Linked DNA regions of Pogona vitticeps: region 1 is linked to region 2. Evidence: chromatin contacts called from public Hi-C data. All regions are on one chromosome and are shown on one strand. The core of a region is the stretch at or near the end of the contact, and the rest is flanking DNA. Distances in the headings are between cores, read along the strand shown. Region 1 holds the start of UBE2C (ubiquitin conjugating enzyme E2 C). Region 2 holds the start of CD40 (CD40 molecule).

Evidence for each region. A called contact is a pair of places that touch in the nucleus more often than the background predicts.
Region 1: a Hi-C map of blood shows a contact between it and region 2, with 5 times the contacts expected there. The contact joins the promoter of UBE2C here to the promoter of CD40 in region 2. A contact is called at or near these places in 2 of 2 Hi-C or Micro-C datasets (blood and muscle).

Annotation. Positions count from the first base shown.
Region 1 is chr4:913,402-918,185 of PviZW2.1, forward strand. It overlaps UBE2C (ubiquitin conjugating enzyme E2 C), which reads right to left and starts at 2,193. Exons shown (of 6, transcript XM_072996568.2): 1 at 1,889-2,193; 2 at 1,756-1,783; 3 at 1,209-1,295; 4 at 1-59. The coding sequence starts at 2,178.
Region 2 is chr4:576,726-581,506 of PviZW2.1, forward strand. CD40 (CD40 molecule) reads right to left here and starts at 3,184. Exons shown (of 9, transcript XM_020807036.3): 1 at 3,028-3,184; 2 at 1,158-1,251; 3 at 562-687; 4 at 317-463. The coding sequence starts at 3,087.

The DNA of each region.
Region 1 (4,784 bases), core at 943-3,442, 340 kb after region 2:
TTGTAGGGGTACCCGCTGGGGAACTCCAGGGCCAGCTTGTACCTCAGGTCCTCGTACACCTGGCGTCAAGGAGGAGGAGGAGGAGAAGGGCATGAATCAGACCTGGTGGCCCCTGCCACCTCTCCCTTCCGCCCCCCCCACTACAGTACCATTCTTCCTCCCCCCCCGCTGGCCTCTCTTCCCACAGGCTGGACCTCCAACTTGTAATGCCCGCCACCCCATACGCACCTTGGGAGGGGAGCGAGTTAAGAAAAAGAGGCCTAAGCGATTTTTCTCTTGGGGGGCGGGTTGTGGAGCTGCACCCCCCCACACACACACTTGCAGACCCATCTCATGGGTTCATGCACAGGTAGTCTCAAGAACAGGCTACTGTAATGGCTCTAACGTGGGGCTTCCCTTGAGGCTGATCTAGAAGCTTCAGCCAGTCCGGAAGAGGGTGGCCAGGCTGTCGGGTGGGGTTAGCAAATGCCGGCGTCTAACCCCAACTCTGGTTTCCCGACACTGACGGCCGGCGTGCTTCCTGGCAAGCTTCCAAGTGAGATGGTTCCAGGAGGGACCTCAGGGTCTGGCAGAATGCCTTCTTCCAGTGCAAACTGCCCCCTCTTCGGGCCAGGTTGGGCGTCTGAGGCCCCGAGAGAGAGGAAACTAGGAACCGCGCTTTCTCGGGGGGTGTGTGTGTGTGTGTTTCACCCTGACTCTGGAACCAGCTACCTCCCAGATACTGCCTCCTGGTCCCCTTGCTGGCCACTTTTAAAAACAAGGCTGCTCTGACACGCATTTAATTCTGTTCCCCTCCATAGATTTCCGATGAAATCAGCAGCCAGCAAGACTATTGCTAGGTAGGGGGTTCTAATGGGATGGTAACCCTATTACAACACCAGCTTAAACTGCCTCCAGGGCGGGGGGGGGGGGACAGATAAACTAAGCCAGTTAAGCTTGCACTCCCACCTTCTGGGGGGGGCAAGGGGCCCCTTGGGGAGCTGACCCGCCACTGAGAAAGGGCTCCTGCGGTTCCCGGTGACTCCAGGACAACGACGACGACGACGGGGCGGGTCAAAAGGAGCCCCCCCCCAGGGCAGCCCGGGTCCCCGACGCCCTCCTCCCTTCTCTCCCCGCAAACTCCCCGGAAGGCAACACCCTCCCCCCCCCCGCTGCCCGCCCGGGTCCGGTCTCCGGCCAGGCAGCGTCCTTCCCCCGGCCCGACTCACCGTCCCGGCTGCTCCGATGATGGTCCCGATCCACTTGAAGAGGTTGTCGGACTCCGGGAAGGCCGAGATGCCTTTGTCGCCGGACATCTGCGGGGTTGGGGGGCAAGAGGGAGGGAGGGAAGGCGGTCAGGAGGGGAGGCCACAGGGAGGGAGGGAGGCCGGCCGGCAGCCCGCCCCGTCCGGGCAAAGAAGGGTGCCTCCCGGCCGGGCCCCGATCCCTGGGCGAGCACGCGCCTCCGCCTGGCTTGCCGAGGACGAGCAGCAGCGGCGGAGCGATAGACGGCGGGCGGGGGGGGGGGGCGGGCGAACGGCGGCCCTTAACCCAGCGGGACCGACCCCTCCCTCCCTGCTCCGTCTTTCTGGCTGCTTCGGAGCCCCCCCCCACCGGCCAGGCACAGCCGTCCCGCCTGTTTCCCCCCCCCCCCACAAACACACACCCGGGGGCTCTGCCGGCGGAGGGCTCGTGAGGGAGAGGGGGACCCGGCGGCTGCAACCCCCCCTCTCCCCCTCCCCCCTCCTGCGCCCCCCCCTCGGCCACCCCACTCACCATCAGCGCCACCAGCTCCTGCTGCAGCCTGTGGAGCACAGACGGGGCCAAGGGTTAGCGGGCGCTCTGCACGCGCCCAGGGGCGCCCTCGCCCTCCGCCCCCGCTCTCCCTCCCTCCCTCCCACCCACCGACCTGCTGCGGACGGAGCCTCGGGCGCCGCTGCTGCCGGGCTCGGCCGCCTTCCTGGAGACTCGGGCGGCGCTGGCGCCGGGGTCGGTGTTCTGCGAGGAGGCCATGGCCGGCCCGTCCGTCGCCTCAGACTCTTGCCCGCCGCTCGCCGGGCTGCCCGGTTTGAATGTTGCAAAGCCGCGCCCGGCCAGCCAATCAGCGCCGCGCTCGCGTTCGATCCGCCCAATGGGGGCCCGCCGGCACTGCGGGCTCCCTAGGTCCCGGCGGCCCTCGCGGGCGCGGAGGGAACCCATTGGCTGCCCCTGCGCGGGTGGGCGGGGCCCCTTTAAAGGGGCCTTGGCGTCACACAAACCGCCGCCTCTGCGCCCCGGAGGGCCTGTTGGACCACAACTCCCAGAATGCCTCGGTCAGCCAGGCCGCTGGGCGTGGTGCCCTTAAAGGTCCTGGGAGTTGTAGTCCTCAAAACAAAAAACAAAAAAAAAAGAGAGAGACGATCTGCCTAGTAGTGGCCACATCGCCCTTCCTGGCCAGAAGGTCGCCGAGGCCTCACGTTGACCCCCCCCACAGGCCAAAGGTGGATGACCTCTACCTCCCCTCCCCCACGCACACCCCCTAAATCCCTCTATCTATGAGGTCCTCCCGGTGGGCCTCCATGGCCTCCCCAAAAGGCCCCGCCCGTCCGCAGCCCAGCTGAGCTCCGGCCAAGGCCAAGCCTGGGGTTTCCTTTAGGGAGTCCGCCCGTCTCATATCTCGCCTTCCTCTTCTCCTGCTGCTTCCTGCCCTCAAGACCGTTCAAGCCTTGGGCTGCTTTCTGCCAGCAAGACGGTGTCGCCCGCCTGCCTGAAATGCCTGGAATGCCTGAGATATGTTCGGTGGTTGCGGGTTTTCCGTCTTCTGGAGGTGGTTCTTCCTGACGTTTCGCCAGTCACGGCATGGAGGACACGGTGGCGGCGCCTCAAGGGGGGGGGGTAGAAATCAGAGTTTTTCCGGGGCTGAACGAGTCCCACCTCCCCGGCTGTATCGCCATGACATCCAAGAAAGGGAGCTGGCCCTCTTATTTCTTTTTCCAGGGTGAATTGTATATTGATGGTTGAGAAATTCTTCCAGTTTTCCTTCACCGTTGTGTCCAAATTGCGAAGGTGTCATCCACGTATTGGAACCAGACTGTGGGTGCGAAGGGCACCGAAGCCAGGGCCTGTTTTTCAAAATGCTCCATGTAGACATTTGCTATAACCGGGCTGAGGGGGCTCCCCGTGGCCACTCCCATCTGTCTGTTCATAGAATTCATCATCCCACTGGAAATAGCTGGTCGTTAGGCAATGTCGGAAGAGGGCCTTGATGTCTGCTGGATGAGTGTCAGGGTGTCCTTTATCGGCACCTTGGTGAACAGGGATGCTACGTCAAAGCTGATCAGTCTGTCCCCGGGGTTGAGTTTTAGGGTGCTGATCTTGCTTAGGAAATGTCCTGAGTCTTTGAGGTAGGAGGAGGTTTGTCCAACGTGGGTCTGTAGGAGGGTGGCTCGGTGTTTCGCTAATTCATTGATGTCTGATGCTTCTTGCGCCCATTCCCACTCCTCCTTCCTTTGAATTTAGTCTGGACTTATGTTCTGCATATGGATTGAACAGAAGCTAGCAGATATTTGTAACATGACCTGAAGCGTCTCTTCTGAATCCAGTTTGTACTTGTTGTTTATGGGCAGAGTTAGGTCAGCATAGATACCTGGGCAGTCAGTCCCAATGCAGACCCATAAAAATATATGAAGCAGTTAAAATAAAATAACCCCCCCCCCAAAAAAACCCTGACTTTACTTAGAAAGTTACATTTAAGACAGAAAAGGATACAGTAAATCCGATTTCTACTGTAAACGGAGGTGTGTCTCAGGGTGGCACACGATCGAAGGAGAGAACCCATAGGGTCTCGTGAGCTGCACAGTCCAAAGCTTTGCTGTAGTCTATAAAGCACTGACTGATCGTCTTCAGGATTTTTTTCGTACCTCCCAGCAGCCTGCGGGTATTTGCAATAGGATCTAGCGTGCCTCTTCCTTTTCAGAATCCATCTTGAAAATCAGGCATTTCTGGTAAAAGCCTTTGTTGCAACACCTTGAGCATTACTTTGTTTGGATGGGAAATTACAGCAATGGTCTTAGAGTTATACTTCACTTCTTGGCATCTCTTTTCTGGGGGACTGGAACTGATAGGGAATTTTTCCAGTCCGTGGGCCATTGTTTGGTTTTTTTGTATTTGCTGATAAAAGGTACCAAGATTAATCAATGAAGGATCCAGGACTAATTCCTGGATTTTTGCCTGTCTCTAACACATTAATTCATCAGCCAGAGACAGAGAGATCCAATACATATGTATTTGTTTATTTTCAGTGGAAAGTAAGCAAAATAAGGCAAACTCTACTCACAGGAAAAGCATGAGAGGGAGAAAGCACCCCACAGACCAAGGTATAGATTTTTATAAGTTCAACATGAAAAGGAGGAGGCAAAGGAGAAGGAGGAGAAAAAGAGGGACTGCAGGCGCCTGGGCAACAGGCTATATCATTCATTTTTCCCTGGCCGGTGTAAGACACTCAGAGTTCTCCAAGGTCAGACTTCTCATTTTTTTGTTGTTCAGCTGTTCAGTCGTGTCTGACTCTTTGTGACCCCATGGACCAGAGCATGCCAGGCCTTCCTGTCTCCCACTGCCTCCTGGAGTTAGAAATACCTTAATTGTAAATCGGAAGAAACTTTGATGGGCACCCTCTCCTCCTCCTCCTCCCTTGTGCATTCTTGCCTGCCTAGGGAAAACATACATATAGCAAAGCAAGTCACAGAAAGCAAAGTGGCTAAGGTTAGGCTAAGATATATTTTATATGTATTTACTGGACCCCTTCACTGACATATTCTTGCTAGGAT
Region 2 (4,781 bases), core at 1,934-4,433:
GAGTCCCACTGGCCAGGAAGGGCTGGCTGATCCTAACCCCTTCCTCCCCCTCCAACCCTGTTCTGCAGCAGGTGGTGGGTGCAGGTCTCCTTCGTCATGACTAACACCCAGCACGGATCCATCAGAACCAGGCTGCTGCCTGGGCCCTAGACACAGCGACCAGATAGTTTCTGTACATGTGCAGAGAACCCATTTGGCTGCTGTGGGGGAAGGGCAGCTCAAAGCAAGCCACGGGAGGCTGGCGCTCCACTGCCCTTCGCCTCCCTTCTTCAAAGGACCCTCGCTCGCCTCCCAGGGAGCAGACACCACTCCCCACCTTCCTTCTGGACACCTTCGCCCGGCCCACACGGCTTGCTGGGCCGGCAGACCTGGCACTCGGGACTGGAGCAATGGGTGCCATTACGGCACCGGCACTCGGCGTCCCTCGTGGCAGTCCCCGGGACGTGAAGCAGGAAGCCGGCATCTGGAAGGGGAAGAGAGGGCAATGAGGCTGGGGGCCAGCCCGCCCACCGTCACAGCTCCCCGCCCGTCACAAGCAGACCAGGTAGTCCCCTGGCTTACTCGGGTCACAGTAGGTGTGTGGCGTGCAGTGCTTCTCCTTGGTCCAGCCGGCCTGGAAGTGCTCAGTCTCGCATGGCTGACAAACGGTGTCGGACTCCCCGTCGCAGGGCGTTTTGACCTTCTGGCCTGGAAGACCGCATGGAAACCAGTGAGGCTGCCCTGCGGGCGGGGGAGTGCCCTGAAGGGGCTGGTCCCCCACAAGGTGCCTCTGGCCAAGGGCCCACTTTGGGACAGGCAGGAGGGAGAGACCTGCTGGGACCGGCTGGCCCTTCCACAGTCCCCCCCTGCCCCCGTCCAAGGAGGTGATGATCCCCAAGAGGTCAGAGGGGTGGGAGGGGGGGGACTCTTGCCCCAGCGGGCTCTTCTGGAGCTCTTTTTGGGTCACTGTCTTTGGTCAAGGTGGCGCAGCATCAGAGAGGAGCTTCCAGCAGCCAGCAGGGCAGCCCACGGGACCCGGGCGACCTGAGCAAGCCTGGAAGGGACTTTCTTCCTCCCCTGTGGGCCGCTCAGGAGTCACGCCCACAGAGAGGTGTTCTGCTCTCACACAAACAGGGCAGGGACCAGATGGATCCCGGAGTGCCAGGCTGGGTTCCTACCTGGCGGGCATCTGCTACAACACCAGTCCCCACTGGGCATTTGCTGCAGGTACTGCGTGGCGTTGCAGTTCGGCCCCTGCTCCAGAGCCAGGCACTGGGGGGGGGGGGAAGAGAGAGAGTGTTTGAGGGAGGGGTGGGGAGAAGTTTAGCACAGCCAGATCACCACAGCCTCCCTCCGCCATACAAACCGCAAAGCCACGGTAGAGCTGCGTCTGGGGCCCCCAACTTCCTTCCTGGGGTTTTGGGTGAGATGATAAGCAGGCGCTTATCTGGCACCATCTCGTTTTCTTCGGGGCTGTCCTTCTGCCTGAAGTGGAAGCACAGCCGTTCCCACCGGCCCCAGAATTCCGGCAAGGCTCTCCTCTGAATGGTCCCAAAGAGCCTGAAGACTCTCAGCACACATCCAGCTGGTGGCAGAAAGACCCCAGCCCTAATTCTGCAGCAGAGGCAGACCACGTGCTCAGGAACAACGGAAACTGTAGAGCAACACGGTGGTGATCTATCGGCTCTTCTGCACTGGGCGGCTGATACTACAAAGCAACCCTGAATTCTTGCCAGTGGTCCCTCTCTTTCCCTCTCTCTCCCCTCTTGCCTCTGACTCAAGCCCACCTCCCCCATCAGCTCACCTGCAGAGACCCCAGCGGAGCCCTTTGCAGGCTGGGTGGCAAAGGCTGGTCTAGGGAGACTGGGAGGCCAGAGAGCTCGCTGCAGGTGAAGGTGCGATGGGGAGGGGCCACCCCACCCCCACCCCCACCCCCACCCCCACGCTGGATTGGAGCTCTCAGCTGGGGACCTGTTGGGGGCGTTGCAGACGCCGACCATCCTGCCTGCTGTATGTCCAGCACGGAATCTCCTTTCTACCACAAGGAAACTCCCGAAGCCAAGAGACCAACAGACTCGCCCAAGGTCCCCTTAGGGGCCCATCAGCCCCCAATGCTTGGCACTGCTGTGGCTCCGAGAAATGGGGGAAAGGAACTTCTGAGGTTGGTTTGTTTGTTGAAGGCGCCTGAGTGGGGCAATCCTGACAGAGGCTCCAGAGGGGCCTTGGGGAGGCCAGGAGGTCACCTGAGGAAATGAAGAGGGTGGTTGGCTTGTCCGGTGCTTGGCTGGAGCTTCCCTTGGCAGCTGAACTCTGGAGCATGTCCTCTTCTCCACCCATTTACCCCCCCCCAAGTCGGCAAGGCAGCTGCAGGGGTACGGGGGGGGAGGAGGGGGGAGGGAGGGAGGGACAACCTCTGGGGCACCCTCTTGTGTAAGCCCAATTGTAGTTTGGGAGTGCCCGAACTGGACAGAGGGTCAAAACTCCTGTAGGTCTCAGACCTGTTTGTGAAAACTGGGAAAGACCCCCAGTGGAACCCAAACCGGGCCAGACAAGGGGGGGGGTGCAGCTCATTGAAGCAAGGGCGGGGGGTGGTGGTGGCTAGCCTTGCCTGCGATTAAAGAAGTCCCCGAAGGAGCAAGGGGGGCGGGGAAAGAGACCGGCAGGGGCTCTCCTGGATGGGGCTTCCGTCCGAGCGCTCAGCGCGCCTCTTCTCGGCCCCCCTCCCGGATTTGCCCGCACCTCCCTTCGCAGCTCGGACGTCGGGGCAGAGGTGGGGGATTCCTGGGCCCGAAAGAGGAACCAGAGCCCTTCGCGGGGGCGGGCGGCGCCTGGGGCGAGCGGCGGGGGGGGGAGGGAGAAGGCAGCGGGCGAGGCCCTCCAGCGGCGAGTCGGCTCTCCGGGAGGGGCCGCTTGCCCCGCGATCCCCTTTGAGCGCCGGCCGAGACCGCGAGGGGGGCGGCCGGGCCAGGCTGACCCCCGGGGGGCCGTCAGTCGAGGGGGGCCGCCCTCCCCCGCCCCAAGCCTCCGGGAATCGAAAGCAAAACTCACCGCGAGGAGGGCCCCGCTGCCCCACGCCGCCGCCAGCCAGATGGCCAACAGCCGCCCCATCGCCGCTTTCCCTACGGCCGGGCGCCGTCGGCGGCTCGCCTTATAGGCCGCGAGCGGAGGCGGGAAGGAGGGCGACGCGCCTAGTGGGGCGAGCAGCCAATCCAGCGGTGCAAAGCCCCTCCGAGGGGGCGGCCCGTGGTCAAGCCAGCCCCCCGGAGGCCGGGCTTAGGCGGGGCGCTTCGGCCCGCCCGCGATCGCGTGACAGGGCGAGCGGCGGCCGCGGCAGCAGGTAAGCAGCGGCGCGGATGCCTCTGAGCGTGGGCAGAGCGCCCTTCTGCCGCGCCTCTGGGAGTCTCCCCTCCTTTCCAGAGGGTTTCGGTTCTGGGCGGCCACAAAAACCCCTCCTTGGGCTTTGGGGGGCCGCTGGGGAGGTCTGCCCGCTCCCCCGAGGGCGGAGGCGCCGCCTGGACGGAACGCGCCCCGCTGGCTGGTCCTTCTCGGCGCCTTCGTCTCTCCCAGGGCAGGACAGGGCCTTTCCCGGCCGAGCTCCGGGTGCTCCTGGGAAGAGCCGCGCCTGGCTCCTCGGAGGAACTCCCCCCCCCCCGGCCTTGGCACTGCCTGGCCCTCGTGCGGGGCGGCGGGGCCTCCGCGGGACTCGCGGCCGTCGACGCGGGGCAGGGGCGGTTTCCAGAGCAGTCGCCCCGGCCGTCGGTCTCAGCAGGCGGTGGAATTAACGCGGGGCGGCGGTGGGCGGGGGGGGGGAGCCGGAGGGAAGGGGGCGGCGTGTCTTGGCCCCTTAGGGACTCCCGGGTGGCCTTCGGCGGGAGCCTTTTCGCCTCGGAGCCCGCTTTGTCCGGCCCCAGGAGCGCCAGCGCTCAGTCCCGGGCTTGTGAGGAGAGAGCGAGCGGTGGGGGGGGGGACTCCGGGTGCTTCCGTCAGTGAGCGGAGAGGCCCCCGCCTGGGGCAGCCGGAGCAAGTCCCGCGGATGGATGGCGAGCCGCTCGCTCAGGGTGTTCGGGAGCCCCAGGGAAGGGCGGCTTCCTCACGGCCCCATCGCGCCAAGTCTCCCCTAGGACGTGAAGGGGCCGAAGGCCTGCCGGTGGACCGTTTGAAGCGCGGGGGTCGGGGGGTCGGGGGGGCGCCGCCCGCGGTGCTTCTCTGCCGCGGGGGGGGGGAGGCGTGCCTCTGTTTCTGGCGAGGCCCCAAATAAGGGCTGGTCCCGCAGGGCAGCCAAGGAAGCAGGTGCGGCCCCAGGGGTGAAGCCAGGGATAAGGGGGCGGGGGGGGGGGCGCCGGCAAGAGACAGCTCCTCTCCTGGAAGCAGCCCCCAGGCCCCGCGGCATCTGCCCCAGAGACCGGCGCCTCTCCTCCCGCGCCGGGTCCGCTCCGGGGACCCCTCTGGCGGAGGAGCTGAGCACCGGCCCGCCGGCCCGAGATTCAAGAAAGACGAAAGGACCCTGCCAGCTCTCTCCCTGCGCTCTGGATTGCAGGCGAGGGGGGTATCCCGCCTGGCACCGCGGGTCCCCTTGTGCCCAAGGTCTGGGTGGAAGGCAGGCATGCTTTTTCCCATGGGGAGGTGAGCCTTGTCAGGCAGCCTCGGCCAGACAGGGCAGGAGGAGGCTGGAAGGCCCGGCCCGGCCCGGCTGCTTGGCAGGAGGCAGGCGTGCTTGCCAGCGCTCCTTCAGCCCAGGACCTAGGAGGGGCTACCTCCCGCTCTGCCTTTCTCATTCCCCCCCCACACACACACATGCACTC